Linked DNA regions of Mus musculus: all the other regions are linked to region 2. Evidence: chromatin contacts called from public HiCAR-type and promoter capture Hi-C data. All regions are on one chromosome and are shown on one strand. The core of a region is the stretch at or near the end of the contact, and the rest is flanking DNA. Distances in the headings are between cores, read along the strand shown. Region 1 holds the start of 9230114K14Rik (RIKEN cDNA 9230114K14 gene). Region 2 holds the start of Adgra3 (adhesion G protein-coupled receptor A3). Region 3 has its middle 19 kb from the start of Gm40302.

Region 1 (2,700 bases), core at 187-2,686, 2.1 Mb after region 2:
CCTGCTTTCCGTATTCAATATTTCAACCTAAGGAGAGCGACAGAACGCATCCTATCCTGACCTATTCTCACACTGGTAGTTAGAAATCAATCCCAAAGGACTTTCCGTTAACAAAAACTCAAGAGACCACACATCTGACTTGACAGCGAGTCGGTGTCACAAGACATAAGAAAATGATAAAATCCTACAACTGTTTTGGACATTTGGACTTCCGTGGATATATTTTTTAATTAACCCAACAGATCCCTGTACTGCCGAAGCATAAACATACAACTAATTAAAATGGGAGGGTAGGAATATAAACAAAAGTACATTTTAAGTATGAACTGTGAAAGAAAAGACTGGAAAATGATAATACAACTGCTTACTTGCTAAATGCCCTGTCTTTGCGAAAAGTCTAAGAAAAGGAACTAAAATGCCAGACCAGGAATCGGTGTAAGCCTTTCTCAATCTGCACGTGGGTGTTGTTTGTTCAAACACGCTTAAGATCACTTTTTTGAAAAGTGCGTCCAAAGTGGGGAGGAGATAGAAATAACTTCCAGAGCGGAGGGGGAAATACGTGTTTTCACAGGCCTACCCCAGTGATGCTACTTAAAAGCAAAGCCGGCTTTTAAGCAAAGCAGGAAATAAAGGAGATGGCGGGAGGGCAGGCAGAGGGCGGAAGTTGGCAACGGCCTCTCCTGAAGTGCCTCAATGGAAGAAGGCCCTTCGTCTCCCGCCAAACAGTGCGCCCCGAGGTCGGCTCGCCTCTATCCTCCCCCAAAACAGACAGCGCCCGCCGCCGCCCACGGGGGCAGTGCCCTTGGCCATCCGGTTCCGGCTGCGGGCCTCACGCGAGCACCGAGGCCTCGCGGCCCGCTCCGCACGCCCGCCGTTCCGCGGCCTCGTGGCCGCCACAGGCCGCTCGCCCCGGCCGCACACACTCGGCACGCGCCCCAGCCGGCCGACGGCAGACAAAGGCTCGGCAGCCGGGCCTGCTCCCCGCCACCATCCAACAAAGCCCGAGCCGCGACTGCGCGCCCCGGCCTGGCTTACCCATCGGTCCCCGCACGCTTCTTGCCGGAGGGGTAATCCTCCCCCAGGTCCAACCGATGCCTCTTGGACATCCTCGCACTCCCAGAAGCGGACGCTTAGGAAGGAGGGAAGAAGAGAGACTCCGGCAGCCGGATCCACGCACAAGAGGCCCGCGGCTCAACTCGCGGGGACCCCCACCCCTCCCGCCACCACAGCCCGCTCCGTGCGGCCCGAACCAGGAGCTAAAATGGCGGCCGCGACGAGGGCAGGGCCTGCGTGCGCGCCTCCGCGGCGGGCGTGCCGGCGTGGTGCGCGCGCACGCCGTCCGGAGGCGGGAACTCCCGTCCCGCCCGCTGTGCGATTGGCTGAAATGGCTCTGAGTTCCCGCGGGCTCCTCCCTTTCCCCTCGCGTCTCTCTGAGAGCTGATCTGAGCTGCTGCTAAGGACCGAAACGCGCCTCAAGCTGTCACTTGCCGCCTGGAGTTCGTTGGGAAAGTTGAAAAAGCCTAGTCCTGTTTAGGAAATCTATCCAGCTGTGTATATACTTTTTGCTTTTAGGGTATGAAGCTCAGGAAGGATAAGAAAAACAAGATCACACAGCTGGCAAGTGGCAAAGCAGGACACAATTTATAACTCCAGAACGAGAATTTGCAGTTGTTGCGCCAGATGCCCTGTAGCGGTGAGAAAAAATGTTAACTTTAATTACTGTGACTCGTTTTGTCCATTCACCCCAGAACAGATAACATCTATTTGTTCAAGGTATAGGTGTTTTGTATAGGGTTCAGAAAATTGGAGGTAATCGCACTGGGCACTGTATTTTGCCTCCAATCCTCTGCCCTAATCTTGCTCCGTTTGTGTGTATATGAGTGCATATTAGGCACTCAGAGACATTAGCCCTATCTCTGTCCTCGTTTGGTTTGGTTTGGTTTGGTTTTTTGAGACAGGGTTTCTCTGTGTGGCTCTGGCTGTCCACAAACAAGCTCTGTAGAAGAGGCTAGCCTGGAATTCAGAGGTTAGGCTGTCTCTGCCTCCCAGTGCTGGGACTAAAGGCGTGCCCCAGCATGCCTAGTTGCTGTGCTCCTTAGTAGAGTGAACCCTGAAAGACATTTTATAGACATGGTTACCTGGACTGAAGGAAATCAACAAATAGCTCATCCATTAAGACTCCACTGTAATGGCAAGTTGTTGAGGCAAGGTGACACTTAAGAGGTTGTGTATCTTTCTCCCTTCAGCCATTGTGCATACTCAATTACATTCATTTCCAGAAGTGTGGGCGAAAGAGGTCTAAGGATCAGCCCAAATACAGGGTATCACTTCATGTCAAGACTCTCCTTTGCTGCTCCTTGGCTCTAGTCCCTCGAAAATTCTCAGAAGGATAATCTCTAAGATTAAATACAACAGAAACACAACAGATGATATTGTAACTTTCACAATATCCAACACAACTGTCTAAATGTACATTGACAACCTGTTAGGCTAGATATGGTAGTGAGTACCTTTAATCCCAGCACTCCTGAGGGCAGAGCCAAGCAGATTTCTATGAGTTCAGAGTCAGTTTGTTTTACGTAGTGAGTTCCAGGACAGCCAGAACTATATAGTGACTCTCTCTGTCTTTCTCCCTCCCTCACTCCTTCCCTCTCCCCCCTCCTCCCCCCCCCCCCACATGCACTCGAGCGCACACACACA
Region 2 (2,700 bases), core at 152-2,651:
ATTCTTTTTTAAGAAACCTACCAAAACAACATAGGGAAGCAAGACGCCCAGGGACTCAGATTTCAGCCTGCCAAAATACCCGCTACAAACACTGTGACTCAAACTTTTCCAGACCAATTCATCTTTCACAGAAAACTGAATCTAAAGTCACTGGGCCAACCGCTCTGTCCAGCTGGCACAAAGAACCACGTTTCCAGGACTGAACCCTGGATCCTATAGCACAGTTGAGTTACCAAACTTTTCCTTCCAGGTGGAAACCCACACTGAAAACCCGAAGTCCTTCCAACCTCTGGAGGGCTCACTCAACACACACTGTTTTCAATCCCGAAGTTCCTGGCTTTCCCGAGAGCTCTCCGACTTCAGTATGGGGCTGAAATGGACTTGGACAACTTTTATCTTACATTTCTCCGAAATTAGTAACTCTAAAAGTTGTTCTGAAAGAGCACTAAAAGTAAGGCAGAAAGCGACGAGAGCTTCGTAGAGGTTTGGAGACCACACAGAGCCACCCTAAACTGTGGCGTCCTGCAAACTGGATCTACCTCAGGTGCAACTTCATTTCCACAGTTAGGATGAAGACTTCGGAGCACACAGGGTGTTCCCCAGAAGCCCCGAGCCAGGATGAATGAGCTTGGACTGCACCGACTGAGTGTTTATTAGCATCTTCACGTGGTATTCGGCGGCCGGAGCACAGCAAAAGCAGGGATGGCATGGGACGCTCCCGGGAACCCCGAAAACTTTTCTTTGCAAAACTAGCAGAGGGGGAACAGAGGCGGTTGCGAAGGCGATGGGCCACCCTGGTCCCACACTAAGCCACAGGGCTTCTCCAGCACCACCCCCAGCCCGCCGCCGCGCGCACACAAAGGAGCGTGTATACCCGGGAGACCCCCGCGCCCATTCCGCGCACCCGGGAGCGAGGGAAGCCCAGGAAAGGGCAGCGGGGCGTCGTGGGTTACTCACAGGGTGACCGTGCGGTTGGGCAGCGTGTCCGGGGGCAGAACCTGCGCGAGCTCCAGGCTGCTGCACACCACCTTCCCCTCGGCGGCGGCGGCCGCTCGGCCGGTACCCCGGGCCCGACCGTCGTGCTTGCAGCCCGCGGGCAGCGCCGCGGCCCCGCGCTCTCCTCCCCACAGCAGAGCGAGCAGCGCCAGCGGCAGCAGCAGCAGCGGCGGCGGCGGCTCCATGCCGCTGACCGGGCCTGCGGGGCCGAGAGACGGCACCGGCCTAGCGGGCGGCGGCGGGGCGGGGCGGCCCTGGCGGTGGCCCGAGCCTCCCGGCGGCCCGAGGATCGGTCCCGCTTCGCGACGACATGCTCCTTTGTCCGCGGCCGCGCTCGCCCTCCGCGGAGCCGCGGGGTCAGGGCCGCCGGGTCCCAGCTCGCCGCTCGGCCCGCGGGAGCGCCGCCTCCTCCCGCCGGCTCCTCCCCGCGCGACCGCTCCTCCCACCCCAGCCCCGCGCGCTCTCAGGCCCGCAGCCGACCCGACCTCGACCCGGGCACGCCCCCAGGTCCTGGCCGGAACTCCGCTGCTCCTGGACCCAGCGGAAGAAAGTTCTAGACTAGTCTAACTCCAGCAGCCCTGCGGCTCTGCTCCACGTTTCCTGGCGCCGCCGCCTGGCAGACAAAGCCGCCCTGCACGCCCCTAAGAGCCCTGGCTGGAGGGGGTGAAGTTCCTTTCTCCAACCTGACGAGGGGAAAGAGCCTGAAACCAATCTTTCCAAAGAAAGGCCATGGTAGAAAGTTTCATTATCCGCCAGAGCCAGAAACAGGTTTCTTCCCAATAAACTGAACTCGGAAGCTGCCCCTGGCCTGAAGCAGCTGTGGGCAGGCTGAGGATGCATGGGGACCATTCAACCGAAATTTCTGAGTCCACAGGTAGATCAGATGTTAACCAGTTGGAGCAACAGTGACGAAGCAGCCAAGAAACCCAAGCTGAATTTTATTATTCATGCCAAAGACCGCAGACCCCACCCTAACATTTGCAAGACCAGGGTTCTCCTACCCTATGTTTAAGTTTATAGAGACTATACAAGCCAACAAAATGAGTTTTATTCTCCTTTGAGAAACAGACTTCCTTAACATCCAGGAAGGAGCAACTTGGTATACAGAAACCTCGCGTACTTTGGAGTTCAACCCTGTAACTTAGCAGGTAAGGAGCACGTGATCACAGCCCGTGGACACAGCCAGTGGCCTGTCCATCCCCTGCTGGCCTTGCTTCCTATACTGGTTCCACTCAGCAACAGGTGGGGCGTGGCACCTGTGTACACACCTGTGCCCAATCAGCCTATCCGTCCCTCCCAACACAGCCACCCTTAGGCTGTCACAGAGACAGGAGTGGTTATTCCAGCTGCTTGATCTTACATCGAGAGAACTGGAAGAGAAGCAGGGTCCATGGCAGGCATTTTTTAACTTGGATCTAAAAAGACCTCCGAAAAAAAATTTCCAAGATCATGTCCCAGATATATGTATTTGGCGTTCTCCATAGTAAATAAGCTACCAAGACACTTAGATAAGTGCGAATTGTGCATCACTTGATACTTCTTGAGATTTAACTATCTAATATCTAAACACAGTGGTGCATATAGCATCTACTAATACATCAATGAGGAGAGAATTATTCTGGCTCTGGAAGTTGGCATGTGACAAGGAAAAGAGGGATCCAGACCTATAGTATCCAAGTTAGTTAAGGGTGGCTATCTAGAGCT
Region 3 (2,700 bases), core at 194-2,693, 2.1 Mb after region 2:
GTGTAGCCTCACAGTGCTTTTGTGTTGCAGAGAGGAATGGAGTGGAGACAGTAAGAGGAAGCTGGCCTCTGGCTGCCCAACCAGTCCCCACTACTTGCTCCTAACTAGCACTTAATTCTGTCTTGTTTGCATTCTCTGTAAAATGGGAATAACAAGACAAGGCTCTACCCCGTGTTGTTATGGAGACTAAAGGAGTCATACCGGTGTAAAGTGTTTGAAACAGCATTTTAAAAAAAAAGTAGTAGCCACAATCAAAATCCTGTGATCTTGTGTCTATAGAAATTTATAAAGGTGCAGGATATTTTCAAACCAAAGCTACCAAGAGGAAGCTCATCTTACCGGAAGACCGTGGCAACCGATGTATGTCCCGACAAGTCTTTCTTTTTGTTACTGTGCACTGTGTCATGTATGTGTAAACAGACATACATCATACATGGGTGAGTATGCTCATGTGTGCATGCAGAAGCTAAAAGACAGCCTCGGGTATCACGCTCACCAGCACCATCATCACTACTGTCAACACTGTTCCAGAGTTCACTCACTAAGCTGAACTGGCTATGCTGTGAGCCCCAGGCAGCTTCCTGTCTCTGCATCCACAGTATGCCACCATGCCTGTGATGTTTACGTAGGTGCTGGAAATGGAAGTAGATTCCTCCCAGTTGCAAGCCTTAGGTACATCTCTATGGATCTAAACACTGTCATCACTTTAAGAATTGTGGAATAGTCGGAAAGAAAGCATACATATATTCAATTCTACCTGGTGTTTCCTGCTTTGTCTATCTCTATTCCCAGAACTAATGCCAAGCTTCTCCTACTCCTACCAAAAACAAAAGAACAGACAGACGTGTTCAACAACTTACCTACCTATCTTCTGTAATGAGCCTGTATTAAAACTTCTACGTTGCTAGACAAGATGAAGTGCAAAGAGCCCCAAGCACTGAATAACAAAAACTATAGAGCCAAATTCAACAGGAACCCTGCCTGCTCTGCAAAGATGCATCTGGGCTGTTCTTCCAGGGAGGCCATTTTCTATTGAAAGCTCAGAGGTTGATGGTGCAGGAGGCAAAAGAAAGTTAAAATGCATAGTCACACCAGATAGTGATGCATCTTTCACAAACTTGGGGGTTAAGCTACCAGGGAACCAAGGAACTGTCCGATCAGGTGAGGAAAGTCAGATGTCAGGCCTCTCTGGGACACCCACGCAATCAGCTAATTGGCTTCATTTTTCACTTTCAACTGATTGATTCTGTATCATACAGACCTGGCCTGCTTCGATCTGGGCTGACATAGTGGCAACTAATAAGGTGACCCAGGTCCTAAAAGCAAGCAGATAATGGCCAAGGATGGAGCCTGACCGCTTAAACAACTCCAGGGGAGAAGCCCAGGCTGAAAGGCAAAACATAAAAAGAGAAAGCTGAGGGCTGGAAGCTTGCTCTGCTGCCATCCCTAGGCGTGAAACTGTAAATTAAAGAACGGGCTGCCGTCTGCTGCACTGAGCCAAAGCAGACACATCTCACAGATACACTTTAATTGGGGGTTTCATTCTAACTGAAACAGGTTCCTCCTCAGCAGATGCTTCCCCCCCCCACACACACACACACACTCCACTCCTGCCCACACACACACACACACACACACACACACACACACTTGTGGTTTGTTTTGCACATTGGAAAGCCCATGCAAAAATACCTGCAGCATGGTCTCAGAAACAGGATGGAATCTCCCAGTTTCTAAATGGCAACAGATGTAGTTTCGGCTCTAATACACATTAGACTCTTTCTCTCTCTCTCTCTCTCTCTCTCTCTCTCTCTAAAAAAAAAAAAATCAACAAGCCACCCCCTCCAGCTTCAATAAATGTCACAAAATAACTAAATTCTTTCCTTTCCACGATGATCCGTAGCTGGAGTATTTTTAATGTCTGTTTATTTGCTTGTTTTTGTTTGCCTGGTTTTTATAAGTGAATAAATGACTCGCTACTTTCCAGATTTTCCATCTCGTCCTATTTTTCAACCCCTTGTTTATAATGAACGGTGTCATAATCGTGCTTCTTGTGAAAACGAAAGAAATCAAACAGCCTTGGGATTCCAGGAAAGGAGGTTCTTAGTAGACATGCCTGCCTGCTATTGATGTTGTAAAAAGGTTCCTTTTACATGGTATTAGATGTTGAGAGCACATCATATTGATCTAGAAATAAAAAGCTTGATTTTTTTTAGTACAGCCAACCCTTACCTTCATAAGCACTTTATAACACTAAGAAGTGGGTTTTATTTTTAATTGAGGTAAACAAATTACACTTGAAGAACGATGCTATTTTTAGGGAATGAAGGGTTTGTACGCTTTTTTGGCAGCAATTCAGGTAAAATCATGAATAAGTCTCACTCTTTCAAATTTTGGCCCAGGCCTCTCTCCCCAAGTCAACGCTGCCTGAATCCTGGGATAAAATGTGAAACTATTGCCTTTGTTTTCTCCTTGTCCTCCGTAGGAACAGTAGTTGCAAGCAGTTTTCGTAGTCATTTGCCCATGCTCAGATGCTGAAAGGGCAAACTGGAGCTCAGCAAGGCCTAATGCACACGCTGTATAATTCTCCTTCCTTGAAAATGGTGACGGTGGCTGAGCCGGAAACCTCAAGTCTCCTAAGGCAACGCTCGCCAGCACTTCCCACCGGACAAGCAGAGCTAGGGTAGTGACCGCCCCTTC

What was found. Promoter capture Hi-C pulls out the DNA fragments that hold promoters and counts their contacts. HiCAR-type assays count read pairs that join an accessible place to other places.
Region 1: a HiCAR-type map of astrocytes shows a contact between it and region 2, with 6 times the contacts expected there. The contact joins the promoter of 9230114K14Rik here to the promoter of Adgra3 in region 2. A contact is called at or near these places in 2 of 39 promoter capture datasets (embryonic stem cells and liver), 2 of 115 datasets of contacts at active chromatin or transcription factors (astrocytes and embryonic forebrain) and 1 of 9 other capture datasets (embryonic stem cells).
Region 3: a promoter capture Hi-C map of hippocampal neurons shows a contact between it and region 2, with 2.6 times the contacts expected there. The contact joins the enhancer-like site here to the promoter of Adgra3 in region 2. A contact is called at or near these places in 4 of 39 promoter capture datasets (the 3T3-L1 cell line, embryonic stem cells, hippocampal neurons and 1 more) and 4 of 115 datasets of contacts at active chromatin or transcription factors (astrocytes, embryonic midbrain, forebrain and 1 more).

What each region holds. Positions count from the first base shown.
Region 1 is chr5:52,189,245-52,191,944 of GRCm38.p6, forward strand. It overlaps 9230114K14Rik (RIKEN cDNA 9230114K14 gene), which reads left to right and starts at 1,437. Exons shown (of 4, transcript NR_015537.2): 1 at 1,437-1,693. It overlaps Dhx15 (DEAH (Asp-Glu-Ala-His) box polypeptide 15), which reads right to left and starts at 1,302. Exons shown (of 14, transcript NM_007839.3): 1 at 1,036-1,302. The coding sequence starts at 1,106.
Region 2 is chr5:50,057,595-50,060,294 of GRCm38.p6, forward strand. It overlaps Adgra3 (adhesion G protein-coupled receptor A3), which reads right to left and starts at 1,402. Exons shown (of 19, transcript NM_133911.1): 1 at 958-1,402. The coding sequence starts at 1,181. LOC115490186 (a long non-coding RNA gene) reads right to left here and starts at 949. Exons shown (of 2, transcript XR_003955916.1): 1 at 540-949.
Region 3 is chr5:52,109,743-52,112,442 of GRCm38.p6, forward strand. It overlaps a transcript of Ppargc1a not described here. Among named protein-coding and RNA genes, the nearest start is that of Gm40302, 19 kb to the right of the region's middle. Within about 2 kb of position 1,444, at least 11 of the 459 cell types and tissues checked have an H3K27ac peak or open chromatin away from gene starts, as enhancers often do. A contact at or near this core is called in forebrain and hippocampal neurons, where this site is marked.